3 separate regions of the Mus musculus genome follow, and all the other regions are linked to region 1. A link is a contact called in public HiCAR-type and HiChIP or PLAC-seq data. All regions are on one chromosome and are shown on one strand. The core of a region is the stretch at or near the end of the contact, and the rest is flanking DNA. Distances in the headings are between cores, read along the strand shown. Region 1 holds the start of Mid1ip1 (Mid1 interacting protein 1 (gastrulation specific G12-like (zebrafish))). Region 2 has its middle 120 kb from the start of Gm39494. Region 3 has its middle 140 kb from the start of H2al1a.

Evidence for each region. HiCAR-type assays count read pairs that join an accessible place to other places. HiChIP or PLAC-seq counts read pairs in DNA pulled down with a chosen protein or histone mark.
Region 2: a contact with region 1 is called in an H3K4me3 HiChIP or PLAC-seq map of intestinal crypt epithelium, with 8 times the contacts expected there. The contact joins the enhancer-like site here to the promoter of Mid1ip1 in region 1. A contact is called at or near these places in 5 of 39 promoter capture datasets (the 3T3-L1 cell line, cranial neural crest, neutrophils and 1 more) and 9 of 115 datasets of contacts at active chromatin or transcription factors (the SCID.adh cell line, astrocytes, bone marrow-derived macrophages and 6 more).
Region 3: a contact with region 1 is called in a HiCAR-type map of astrocytes, with 4 times the contacts expected there. The contact joins the enhancer-like site here to the promoter of Mid1ip1 in region 1. A contact is called at or near these places in 5 of 39 promoter capture datasets (the 3T3-L1 cell line, 3T3-L1-derived adipocytes, hippocampal neurons and 1 more), 1 of 484 Hi-C or Micro-C datasets (the HL-1 cell line) and 5 of 115 datasets of contacts at active chromatin or transcription factors (astrocytes, kidney, large pre-B cells and 1 more).

The regions. Positions count from the first base shown.
Region 1 is chrX:10,715,560-10,720,069 of GRCm38.p6, reverse strand. It overlaps Mid1ip1 (Mid1 interacting protein 1 (gastrulation specific G12-like (zebrafish))), which reads right to left and starts at 2,705. Exons shown (of 2, transcript NM_026524.4): 1 at 2,366-2,705; 2 at 368-2,083. The coding sequence starts at 1,840. The coding sequence ends at 1,292.
Region 2 is chrX:11,111,500-11,115,595 of GRCm38.p6, reverse strand. No RefSeq gene overlaps it. Among named protein-coding and RNA genes, the nearest start is that of Gm39494, 120 kb to the right of the region's middle. Within about 2 kb of position 1,500, at least 3 of the 459 cell types and tissues checked have an H3K27ac peak or open chromatin away from gene starts, as enhancers often do. A contact at or near this core is called in intestinal crypt epithelium, where this site is marked.
Region 3 is chrX:11,155,452-11,160,033 of GRCm38.p6, reverse strand. No RefSeq gene overlaps it. Among named protein-coding and RNA genes, the nearest start is that of H2al1a, 140 kb to the left of the region's middle. Within about 2 kb of position 2,048, at least 17 of the 459 cell types and tissues checked have an H3K27ac peak or open chromatin away from gene starts, as enhancers often do. A contact at or near this core is called in astrocytes and stem cell-derived neural progenitor cells, where this site is marked.

The DNA.
Region 1 (4,510 bases), core at 1,456-3,955:
TTCTTTTGATGTTGTTAATTTTTCACTTCTCCATAGTCAAGGGAAATTTAGAGTCTTGGCTTCAAAACACTTCCACTAACTAAATATTGCTATAAGCTAGCCAAATTGGCTGAAAGACACTCTATGTAGTTTCACAGATCCTTGCAATATTTATTAACTTCTTCTTGGGATATTTGATCCCATCTTGAAAATGAACTGTTAGAAAGCTTCCCTAGTAGCTACTTGTCAAAAGGAAATAGTTGTAGAGATGACTAGCCACCACCTGGAAATATCAGAGAAAAATAACACTTAATGTCAGGGAAATAAAGGACACGTCTTTTTAATGATTTGGCCACTCATTGGTGGATTAAAGAGCAACACACACTTGTCCAGTTTTGTTAACACATCTGCGTTTTTATTTTTTAGAATATAGTCTACATCTGGATTAAAAAAAGTTTTAAATAAACAAGACATATAACAACAGTGGAGCCCTTCATCATTCTCCATACGATACAGATATAATGTCAGCTGGTTCCACTTTAGATAAATCCACTTTCTCATAATAATGTTAATTATTTTCGCTAGCCGAGTGGCAAGCTTCATCCTAGCTGGCACATCGCCAGTTTACACACACGGGCGGGGGAGGGGTGGCGTGAAAGGGATAGGGTGCCACAGGACTACTGTACAGTGTAACAGAAAATCATTAATAAAGTAGTACCGGTTACCAACAGTGCTGTTTGTGCGCTTATCACAATGGAATCGACGAAGTTTCAAAGCAAAGAGATCTGAAAGACTTAAGACAGGGTCACTGTTACAAAAAGAAATAGTGCAAACAGGAAAACTGACGCAATCCTAGCAACGCCAAGGCCTCCTCTGGCAGCTCAAGGCAGGGCAGCAGGAGGCTGAGCCCCGCCTCCCCCAAGCACCCGGCTAGAAGCTGCCCTCCCATGTGTGGCAACCCAGCACTGTGCCCTGGCATGGCCCTTTCTCAGGCCCTTCTCTTCCGGAAAGAAAAACAGAAAAGAAACCCCAAGAAAGGCACAGGCTGAATGAAGGACATCGGCCCAGTTCCATTCCCACCAACACAGAGTAGGCCCCCTCCGGGGGTCTTTGAACCCCCCTCTCTGGCGACTACTTTCCTCTGCTCTCGCGATGAGGCCCTCTTCTCCACACTAACCCCACCAAGTACACAGCCCAACTTTACAGTGTGCCCTTCGCGCCCCACAACCAGGAAGAAAATAGCTTGGAGGAAAGAGAGGGGTGGTAGAGCCGACCCGAGAGAGGGTGCTGGGCAGCGGGGACAGCCCCCGCCTCAGTGGCCCCAATTACTGAAGCCGATCTCCTGCTTGTATCTATTGGTGAGGATGTTGGCTTTTCGGGTGAGTTTGGAGAGCACGGTGTGCAGCCCGCGCAGGTGGTAGTGGAACTGCTGCTCCAGATCTTCCTCGCCCGCATCCGCGCTCTCCAAGTGACTCAGGCCCACCAGGATGTCCTTGGGCTTCCAGGTGCTCTCCTCGCTCCCGGCCGGCGGAGACGAAGGCTGGTGCAGGACTCCCCACTCGATATCATTGCGGATGGACTTGAGCAGCACGTAGTGGCTGTACATGTCCCGGGAGGGCGCGAAAAAGCTTTCATTGGCGCTGCCCGGGCTTGGGGCCGGGGTCGTGCGCTCCTCCAGGCAGCCGCCACTGCCGCCTACCTCCACGCTGACCTCGTCTATCTCCGGCTCGGACAGGGGTACGTCGCGCAGCAGACTGGGCACCATCACCGTCTGGTCCATGTTGTTCACCGCGCCAATGAAGCGATTCATGGCGTTAAAGAGCGAGTGCTTCTGGTTATATGTGTCGCAGATTTGCATCATGGTGGCCGAGCGGGCGCGGAAACACAGGGACGCTGGTACACGGAGATAGACCGCTGGCGATGCCGCCTTCAAGCGCTCTCAGAGGCTGATGCCGGGAGCCTGCTTGAAGCCGGTGTGACGGGATTCCCAGATCCTTCTCCGCCCTCTCTAACTTGCTTCTTTCTCAGCTCAGCCCTTCGTGAGGCCCGGCTGCTCTTATCTTTGGCTCAGGATTGACGGTGGGTGGCTGGGTCTAGCCTTTTTCTGCTTGGGAGACAGAGACGAAAAGAACAAATTACCCACCCGGTTAGGATGCCCGGCATCCGGTCCGCGCGATGCTCCCACCCTGACCAAGGCTGGCCAGAGAAGGCACAAGGGTGGTTCCTTGGGACCAGCCGGTATCACCTCCTCCAATACTAGCAGAAGACCTTTGAAAAAAAAGGAGAAAAAAATCTCCCCCATCCCGGACTCTCTGGTTTCTCCCTTCTAAAACCTAAGCGAAAGCAACCATATTAGCCCGGGCTGCCAAAGGGCGGGGACACCCACCTCTTGCACTGCGAAATCCCCTGGTTCTCAGTGCTTGCGTTGCGGACGGTGGCTGCCCAAGGGCGCTGCTGCGGTCACTGATCGGACTGTGAGTAAGGGCGACTGTGGTTGCTCCGGCCCCCTGCCCATTCCAGGTGCTCAATTTATAGTCCGGGAAAGGTGTCCCAGGCGCCCAGGACCACCCCTGATGTCTCCTCCTCCTACCTCCTCCAGCAGCACAGATAAAAGGTCCCAGCCCTGACCGCGAGTAACACTCGCCCAACCCTTTCTACCGCGGGGGCGGGGCACGCCGGGTGGCTCCGCCTCTCGCCTGATACCCGGGCTAAGGCAGGGCGGCCCAGCAGGGCAAGGCAGGGTAGGGCTGGGAGGATGGAGCGGCCGCACCCCAGCACCAAACCCAGAACAAGCTGTTTGGGGGAGGGAGGGCGAGGCACTGAGCCCAAGGAGCCGCCGTCCAAACCAGAGGGCGGACTGGCGCGCGCGGGCTGGGCGGGCTTGGCGCGCACTCTCCGGGTGGGATGACCGGAATGCTTGTGTGTCCGGGTTGCAAAAGAGCCCCTCAATCCTGAACCTAGAGTGACTGCAGTCCGGAAATTTAGCCTCGATTTATTATTAGACGTCGGGTAAGAGGGATTCACAGCTGCCCTGACTCCATACTTGGGAATCTTATGTAAGAAGAGTTAGCAGGACATGCCGGATGCACGTGGACATGGGGTGCTCCCTCCACGGCCCAGGTCGTGGTCAGCTGCAGGGGGATGGGAACACTGAGGCATTTGCTTCCCTCCTGGCGGGGTCTTTCCTACTACTGCTGCCAGGTATGAAGAGCACCCTGGTCATCTGATCTATAGTTTTGTGTCCCCCACCAAGAGATAAGAGCATGGCAATGGAGTGTGAACTTGGGCCTTGTGGCCCTTTTGGCTATCAAAAAGACTAGGAGAAGGTGGCAGAAGTTAGGACTGGTGTTGGGTATATCTTATCATTTAAAGAAAAAAAATGGGAGTATACCCAATAACTTTCTGGAGTGTGTGTCAAGTGCTCCTTTCAAAAGATAGTTCTTAAGCAAGGGTTACTTAATAAGCCTAAGCTGTGTACCATAGCCCTGGATCTACCTTTCAAGTTTTACACTTGAAACTCCTCTTTCAGGTTCCCAGCCCTGAGCCCATACTCATTTCCCATCTCATTTCCTTTGCCACATCCCTCAACCTCCAGTCAGCTCTTCCATTCCTCCAGATAAGATGACTCAGGCTTCTAATTTTAAATTTCTTCCCACTAAAGTCTTCGGGGGGAAGTTTTAGTATGGCATTCCCCTGCAAGACAAAAAAGCGCCCCAAACAAGGAGAGACACTTATGCATGTGGGTTTGTTTGTTTGTTTGTTTTTTCTTGAAGGACTGGTACTGTCTACCGAAAATCATGTCTCTTTTCAATTTTGAAGGGAACAAGAGCTGATAACAGACAGAAAAGTCATTGGTAACTCTAGAACCCAGACTGGCAAATCTCCATCTCCCTCTGGTTTACTGGTTCTAGATCATAACCCATGCTTCCAATGCTTTCTTATGTATGTATGTATGTATGTATGTATGTATGTATGTATGTATGTATGGAGACACAGTCCCAGCCAGCCAGCCAGCTTGATTTGGAACGACAGCTACTCATCCTTCTGATTCAGTGTCCCATGTTCTTTTAAACATGAAATAATGTTTGTTATCTGCCCCGTGGAGCTAAGGAGATCAGTGGAAAGAAGAATGTAGATGGGAAACATGCATTGTGTAAACCTGACACATAACAATAACCTCAGCCTTTCTCTTCTTATGCCCAGATTTGAAAACTTTTCCACCCTCTGTTTGTCAACAAAATGGAGTGTCTCCCATGAGAGAAAAATTTCCAGTGTTGCTTTAGCAATAAAAAGGAACTTCTTCTTGGGCTATGGCAAAGGGTTCTATTAGGGTTCAATGAGGTATCGGCGGTAAAACTCTTCACTGTGTACACTGTAAAGTACTTAGGGCTTCATCACAGTTTAGAGGCATTTTCTGCCAAGAGTCTGAACCCTTAAAAATAGGGAAATAGGCTAAGATGAACCAGAGAGGACCTCACCCTCACCTTTACCACTTCTTCTGCACAGAGGTGTTCAAAACAGTCCAGGCTTG
Region 2 (4,096 bases), core at 251-2,750, 400 kb before region 1:
CTTACATTCTGCCACCTGCCTGGTTACCTGTGCTTAAGTACCATGCATCTGTCTCCTTACATCTTTGCAGGTGAATCTCCCCATCGTCTGGCTCCACCCCTGGATTCTTTCTGCCTCCCAGATGTCCCACACCTCATTTCCTATAGGCCATAGGTTTTTAATTGACAGGTCATGCATCCATACAATATACAAGATATTCTCTCTACAGAAAGCAAAGGAATATAGAGACAGACCAATGGGGAAAGCACCTAGAAATAAACTTAGTAGCACAGGCAACTGATTTTTGATGAGGTTTCAAGGAGTGAGCACTGCTCCTGCTTGGCATTGGTGCTCCATGGGCTCTTCAGCTCTTTTGTTGTGAAGTCTGGGAAGGAGGTAACTCTCCCCCACTGGCCATTTAGAATCCCTGGCCTTCTGGGTTCAGCCAACAGAGAGGAGCAGACTCCGATAGACTCACCCACGCAATATGGTTTCATATCACTAATGGTCAGGTCTCCTTTTCTTGATCCGTCGAAAAGTGAAAGTGGAGAACTGTGACTATGTTCTCCCAGAGCTGGTAGCACAACTTCAGCTTTTGGCTGTTGTCCTGACATGTATGGGAAATGTCCATAGGCTTTCCCTTATGATGCCTAGTCAGCATGGTGGTCATACAGGAAGGTCATAACGGCCAATGTAATACATTGCCTGCTCTACTTATTGCCTATAAGTTTTGCCCTTCCATTGACCAGGAACTGAACGAAATCAACAAAAGCAGCCAGGCACAATGGCAGACCAAGGCAAGAAGCCTCATGTGGTTACATGAGGTACTCATCAGCAGATGTCCTGAGTCTAGGATACTGGTCTTAACGCAACTGGTGGCTTGCACCTATTTCTAATAAATATGTATTTGGGGGCTAGAGTTGAAATGAGCTCAGTTGTATCCTCTTCTGAGTTCACATGTTGATGTTCTGATCTCCTGCCCTGGCTAGTGTTTATGGCAACTTGACACAAGCTAGAGACATTTGGGAAGAAAGAATCCCAATTGAGAAAACGCCCCAACCAGACAGGTATGTGCTTAAGCCTGTAGAGCATTGTCTTAATTACTAATTGACATGGGCGAGCCCAGCCCCAAACATTTTCCCTTCAGCAGTTGCTACCCCCAGTATCCTTCCAGCCTGCTTGCTCTCCTCTGCCCTACAGGGACAGCCATAGTTAATACTTGAGTGGCTGCCATGGATCCTGCTAAAAGGGACCTTCCCTCACTGTCAGCTGTAGGCTCCTAGCAGCCACGGGGGCAGAGCCTTCTCTTCTCCTCTGGAACCAGTCGCTTTCCTTTCCCCTGAGAGTACACCTGCCTGGCACTTCCTGCAATGGGGAAGGGAGCTGTTTTTAGCACGTGTACCCTTTCTTCTACTTCTTCTGTCTATCTTTCTCCCTAAATAAGCAAAGGCAGTTCCTTCAACACCAGGAGCAAAGAAGGAGGGGGCTGAGAAAAGAAAACCTCAGAGTGTTACACATACCAGTGGGCGTATTTTATGGAAAGCAGCCGACAATCAGTGTTTGCAGACGCCTTTTATTTTATATTATTTCCTCATCTGTTCAGCTTTCTTGGGCAAGAGCCAGAAAGTTAATATTCTCTGTCAAAGTCGGCCTTTTATCTGTCAGGTTCAAAATGAAACTGAGATGCTGGGGTTTGAAAGTGTCTCAAGCAACAAGCAAACCCACCTCAGCAGCACTGGCCCAAGGTCAGTAGCTGGGATACCACCCGCCCAACGGCAGTTCCTTCTGAGCAGCTTATAGTGGGGTTTTTGGTTAAAGGTGGCTGCGATTCTTTGACCAGAATGTGAGCCATTATGGGAATCTCTGGCTGGCCACAGCCCTTTGGTGTTAGAGAGCATCACCCTGGTGCCACCGGTCAGCCATGTTACTTCACAGGTCACCACAGATCATCCTAAGGGTGGCTGGCATCTGGGTTAGTCAAAGGAAGCTGTTGACAGAGCAGGCTTGGGGAGGCATTCTGGTGGGGCTAAGCCGTGTCTGAGACCTCACTGTGATTCTGATAGAACTTATTGATTAGTAGTCTGAACAGAATTGTAATGGTTTTATACCATGCTTCCAGGTTCTTTAGAGCAACACCTGCCCCCCCAAAATCAGATTCTATTTCTTCTCCCCTTCATTATGAATTGGTTTTCATGATTCAACCTGAGTATGAGTGTATACATACAACCGTGTATGTACTCTCTCCCTCTCCCTCTCCCTCTCCCTCTCCCTCTCCCTCTCCCTCTCCCTCTCCCTCTCCCTCTCCCTCTCCCTCTCCCTCTCCCTCTCCCTCTCCCTCTCCCTCTCCCTGTCCCTGTCCCTGTCCCTGTCCCTCTCCCTCTCCCTCTCCCTGTCCCTGTCCCTGTCCCTGTCCCTGTCCCTCTCCCTCTCCCTCTCCCTGTCCCTGTCCCTGTCCCTCTCCCTCTCCCTCTCCCTGTCCCTGTCCCTGTCCCTCTCCCTGTCCCTGTCCCTGTCCCTGTCCCTGTCCCTGTCCCTGTCCCTGTCCCTCTCCCTCTCCCTCTCCCTCTCCCTCTCCCTCTCCCTCTCTCTCTCTCTCTCTCTCTCTCTCTCTCTCTCTGTGTGTGTGTGTGTTGGGTTGGGAGATGTGCTTGTATTTGCCTGTGCAGCATATGGAGCCCAGAACGTAACCTCTGGAGTTTGTTCTCAGGCACCTGTCTGTCTACCTTGGTTTTTGAAACAGAGTCTCTCTTTCTCACTGCCCTGGAATTTCCAGATTACAGCTCACACTGACTACCAATGAGCTGCAGCAAGCCTCCTGTCTTTTCCTAGGCTTTTCCTCCTAGTGTTGGAATTACAAACACAAGTGACCATACCCGACTTTTTAAAAATGTGCTCTAGAGATACAATTCAGGCTCTCCTCTCCATTTCCCCCACCACAAATCACTTATAAAACGTAAGTAAAGTTAAAAAAAAGGTGTGTGTGTGTGTGTGTGTGGGTAGCATGTGATTTTCCAGGTTAGATTATCAAAGTAATATGGCCTCTACTGTGTTTCCTCTCTGGGGACACTCATCTCAGGAGCCTTGGGAGTCATGTGAGAATACCAGCTGTTCTCAGGATACCCTGCTGTGAAGCCAGGTGTGCTGGCGCACGCCTTTCATCCCAGCACTCGGGAGGCAGAGGCAGGCCGATTTCTGAGTTCAAGGCCAGCCTGCTCTACAAAGTGAGTTCCAGGACAGCCAGGGATACACAGAGAAACCCTGTCTCGACCCCCATTCCCCCCCCAAAAAAAAACCAAAAACCAAAAACAAACAAAAAAAAAAACAACAAAAAAAGATACCCTGTTGTGGGGCTGTGTGGAGAGACAGAGACCCAAGCCTCCTTTGTGGCAGCCCTAGCTGTTTGAGTCTTCTCGTTGGAGAGAAGGTATCCTAGATATGTGCCCCAACCTCCCGTCCTCTGAGGTCCTCTTATACAGTGTATAAGACTACAAGTAAAAGGCACATCACTGAGTTCAATCTTTTCAGAAATATAAGTGCTAATGATAAAAATTATTAACCCCATGCCACCTTTATATGTCTTGGGACTGTGTGTGTTATGAAGCTAGTACAATGAGTCCTCTGGTCTGATTTTGTATCCCACAAAACAACACGGGTAGTAAGTAGAACCTTTCTGCTATACAAATCAACCTTGGGCCATTTATCTCGGGTCAATAGGCCTGGAATCCGTCTGTTTCTCCACTCATGTTTCTTGCTTGACTCATTCAAACTTTCTGAACCTTGTTTTCGACGTATACAAAGTGGAGAGGATAAAATTCAGCTATATTCACACAGATGGTAAAAGGGTCAAATGTCATAGAGGAGGTAGACTTCTCAGTGACCTGACATACAAGAGCTATCCAAAAAAATCTGTGCAGCCCCTCCATCCCAGCCAGCAGGCAGGAAATAAAGCAACAAAGTACTCATATAGCTGCCAGTTACGTGCAAGCTTGAACGGCCCTGTGCAACTCTAACAGAAAAGGCACTGTGTAAAAAAGCAGGGACGGCATAGGGGCTGCCAGAGATACTGCACGCCTTGGGCCTTAATTCCTTTGTAGGAAGCTGAAGGTTTCCTTAATCT
Region 3 (4,582 bases), core at 799-3,298, 440 kb before region 1:
TTCTGAATGGCTGTGGCAGACTAGACTTGGGAAATGAAGGGACGTATCTGGTTATGCCTGTTTTCCAGGTAAGTGTTAAGCTCAATCTGTGACTGGGGTAGATATCAAATCCACCTTGAGCATTTGGGTCATTGTAGGTCGAAATGACCTGTTGCTTCTGGAAAACTTCGTGGTTTATAGAAATCAGATAATCGTTCATCCATTCATTCCATAATCAGTGAGAGGGGCTGGGAATGTAAATATAGAACTGTACTGGCTAGTTTTGTGTCAACTTGACACAGATGGAGTTATCACAGAGAAAGGAGCTTCAGTTGAGGAAATGCCTCCATGAGATCCAACTGTAAGGCATTTTCTCAGTTAGTGATCAAGGGGGAAAGGCTCCTTGTGGGTGGGACCATCTCTGGGCTGGTAGTCTCGGTTCTAAGAGAGCAGGGTGAGCAAGACAGGGGAAGCAAGCCAGTAAAGAATATCCCTCCATGGCCTCTGCATCGGCTCCTGCTTCCTGGCCTGCTTGAGTTCCAGTCCTGACTTCCTTGGTGATGAACAGCAGTATGGAAGTGTAAGCCGAATACACCCTTTCCTCCTCAAGTGCTTCTTGGTCATGATGTTTGTGCAGGAATAGAAACCCTGACTAAGACAAGAACCATCCCAGCCCTTGATCTAAAATGCTTCACCACCTGTCTTACAGATTACAGCAGGAGAAGGTACTTGTGTGCCTCCCAAAAGAGCTGCATTGCATTGTTGTTGTGAGGCTATCTACTCCTTGCCCCGTAGGCTCTAAGTTCTCTCCATTTCTCCTGTGCCAACAGTAGCTGCCCTCAGCCTCTTGCCACAGTGCAGACACATAGAAAGATGCCAAATCTTGTCTTTGCCCTAGTTACGTATGTGCTTACTCCCCTGGGACTCAAACCTGAAACACTGGATGCTTATGGGAGCTTGGAGAGAAAAATGGAAAAGGCTTTTTTCTTTTTCTTTTCTTATTCTCTCTCTCTCTCTCTCTCTCTCTCTCTCTCTCTCTCTCTCTCTCTCCCTCCCTCCCTCCCTCCCTCATCCCTCCCTCCCTCTCTCCCTCCCCCACCCTCTCTCTCTCTTTCTTTCTTTCTTTCTTTCTTTCTTTCTTTCTTTCTTTCTTTCTTTCTTTCTTTCCTTCCTTCCTTCCTTTCTATTGCCCTTGTGAGCCACTCTAAAATGTTTTCTTTCTATTTAGAGTCCTCAATCTGCTCTAGTCTGCTTGAGAAAGAAGTAGAACAAAGTAGGCTTTTGTGTTGGTTCCAGATGACCAATGAGAATGAGCTCAAACTGTAAAATAATACAATCTCTGTTGGGCATGCTCAGTCTGATGGCTAGCCAAGGACTATTTAACAAAGCACGAAAGGTTTTAGGGATCTGTAAACTGCAGGCCAAAAGTTTTATAGAAGAACCCACAAGAATTGCACAAGTAAGCTGCCTTCCTTCCCCCTTTTGGCTCCCAAGGCTTCATACTCTGTGTGCTGCAGGGTTGCCTTGGTGAAGGACAACGGGGGTGCAGCTGAAGAAAACACTTGTTGGAAAATGGTCCCTTTGTATTTTCAAGTAAACAAGGTTGCTACAGAAAAGGCCCAATTTTGTCTTCTCAAAATATACACGAGTAGATGTGGAAAAAGGATAGGAGTGGCGATGAAAAAAAAAGATTAGAAGTTATATACTGATATTTGGATTTTCTCTCCCCTTTGGGTTTTTCTTTTCATTGCCAAATAACAGACATCAAAAAAGGAATTGCCCTGACAAAGGCAGGTTCTCTCTCTCCCTCTCTCTTGCTTTCCCCTCTGTAACTTAAATTTTTTCAAATGTCTATTTTTAATTATGGTTCTTAAATGCTTTAACCTCCCTTGTAGCCCACCGTCCACCAGAGGTAGTGGAAAGGAAAGGATACGTGGGGGGAGTGGACCTGTTTAGAAAGGTTCTTTGGAACAACTCAACATCTGTGTTGTCTGGTTAGCATCACTGGTGGCATGACCTAGCAGGAACAGCCAGGCTTCAGCCTTGGCACAAGTCAGCAGCAGGAAGGACCTGGAGGGACACCAGGAGAAGTTCTTGGCTGTGTATCTCTCAGCGAAGCACAGATGTGAGACCTACAAGCCTTGCACAGCTAACTCTATAATTAAGCCTAGCTCAGCCTCTGCCACTGTCCATCGAGTCCTTTTTATACTTTCTCCAAATGTCACATGACCTCCACAGGTCTTGCCTCAGCACCTTCATCTGTCTCAGCTGACATCACTCTGCCAATCAGTCTGCAAAAGCGGCAAGAATGCCAGCACACCACCAGATGGTTTTTGGTGTGTTTTTCTATGGAGTCCCAACAAATGCAGCTCAACTACCCCATGTAAGGTGGACCAATACATGTGTGCTATTAGCAACGAATCCTTCCTTACATGTCCTTTCACGGGCTTGCTTTAGCAGAACATCCTCTCTCCTGGGTCTGTCTCAGCAAAACAGGTTTGCCTTAGTCTTTCACCTGTGTCCACTTTCTTCATGTTTTTGCCCCACAAAAACACCATCTAACTGGCTTTCTAAAGAACCCTTAAGTTTCTTCTTCACCACTCTTTCTCTTTCTCATTCTCTTTTCTCTTTCTCTCCTTTCTCTTTCTCTCATTATCTCTCTCCCTTTCTCCTCCCTTTTCTCTTCTATTCCTCCCTTTTCCTCTCTCTCTCTCTCTCATTCTGTTCTTCTCTCCTCTCTTCATCTCTCCCTCTTCTCTCTTGCCTCTCCTCTTGTCTGTCTATTTGTTTATCTATCTGTCTGTCTCTGGGTATGAGGAGACAGAGGCAAACATTTATAATTCAAAGATTTTAAGAGAAATAAGTGGAAGAGAGGTAGGCACTGAATATTTGAAATACATTGAAGACGAGGACCCAAATCCTGTAGGTCCTGCTGTGATATGAAACCTGACCTCTTATCCCACATCTGATGACCTTTTAGGGTACAGACAGCTAATAAAACTGCTTTACAATGGTAGGTATTCTGTTGTGCATCATTCAAAACAGACTGTGATATAATATATATATATATAGTAGCTGGAGTTTCAACTGCAGGGGACCACCATTTGTCTAATGGAGACGTCCTGACCTACATGTGCTCAGCTGAAATCCCACCACCTTTCAGGGGAGGCTACTGAAAGCCCACCATTGAACGCATTTCACTCCACATGAGAAGCTTTCCCTATAACTGCTCTATAGTGAACAGCAGAGTGAGAGTTTCTCTGTGAAAGGAGTGACCTATTGAATAGTCTGCAGTGGGCTGCCTGCACACCTGCAGCAGATGCTGTCAGCATGTCACCCATGTCCCACTGTTCTTACACTTTGGGCATGCCAGAATGCCATCTCTGCCAAATGCCAGCAGATGCACTTCCAAGTCTATTAGTTTTCTTTTGTCATTAGAGCCCACTTTGCAGCCCATGTGGCCAGGCAGAAGAGCCAGAAATCGGATTCCTTCCGACTATCCCTTGATAAATAGCTAATCAGAGTTGGTAAATAAATATCCTGAGCTTCCTCACCCCTCAGATGGGATAACTCAGAGGCATATGTTCGATACTGGCTCCTAGCATTTTCCCTGTAGATTTAAGCTGAAGTTGCCAAGAGTAGAATTGCCTTGCTATTCTTTTTACCTGCTGGCCTTCCTAGGAGTCGCTTATTTACTCTTCCTGGTGCTTCCTTCATCTCTTCCTCGTACTACATGAACTTAAACCCTGGCTTAAAGGAAAACCTAAGTGAGAACGAGACTAAAACCAAAGAATGTTGGACGCTAGAGCCAGTGTCCATAGGCAGCCCTAAGTTAAACATCTACAAAAGCTTCTCCAAGTTCAAGCCATGAGAATTTGGTCTTTGGAAATTTGAAATTTTCCTCAATATTCTAAGGAGGAAGGTGATTAGAACAGAGACTGGGGGATTTAAAAGGCTACAGGTTGCATAAGCTGAATTTGTGCTTTCCTTTTAAAGTTAATCAATGCCCATGGAAGCAACAGAGTGTGTTGTTAAACTTGTGTTCTTATGACAAGTCATAGGAAGGTCAGCTAATATGTCTCTGTCTCAAAGTTTCTGGTGGCAAAATCTGTTTATAAAAGAACTCAGAAACTGTCATTGGCATAGCTTGTTGTGTAATTTCAAGGGATTTCTCATTGAATACCAACAGCCTTGGTTTAAGAGCCAGGGCAAAGGAATATGGCTCAGCTTGTCCCTAACAGCCATAACATCTTTCAAGAGCCTATGTAGCAGGCTGGAGAAATAGATCAATGGCAAAGAGCCCTTGCTGCTTTTACAAAGAAGTTGTTTGTCTCCCAGCACCCATGCCAGGCAGCTCACAACCACGTCTCATCCCAGCTCCACAGCACTTACTGCCCTCTTTTGGATTTTACATACATGAGCACTATCCACAAATATAGACATCAATAAAAATAATTTCGATCTTTTAAAGAGTGTATGGAGGCCTTTACAAGAAGAATATTTCTTTAGAAGTAGTAGCTGAGTGCTGCACACACTCTCTGGTTCCTTCAGATGCCTGGGCTGCATTGCAACAGGGGCAGCGTGACTAGTAACTGAGATTAAA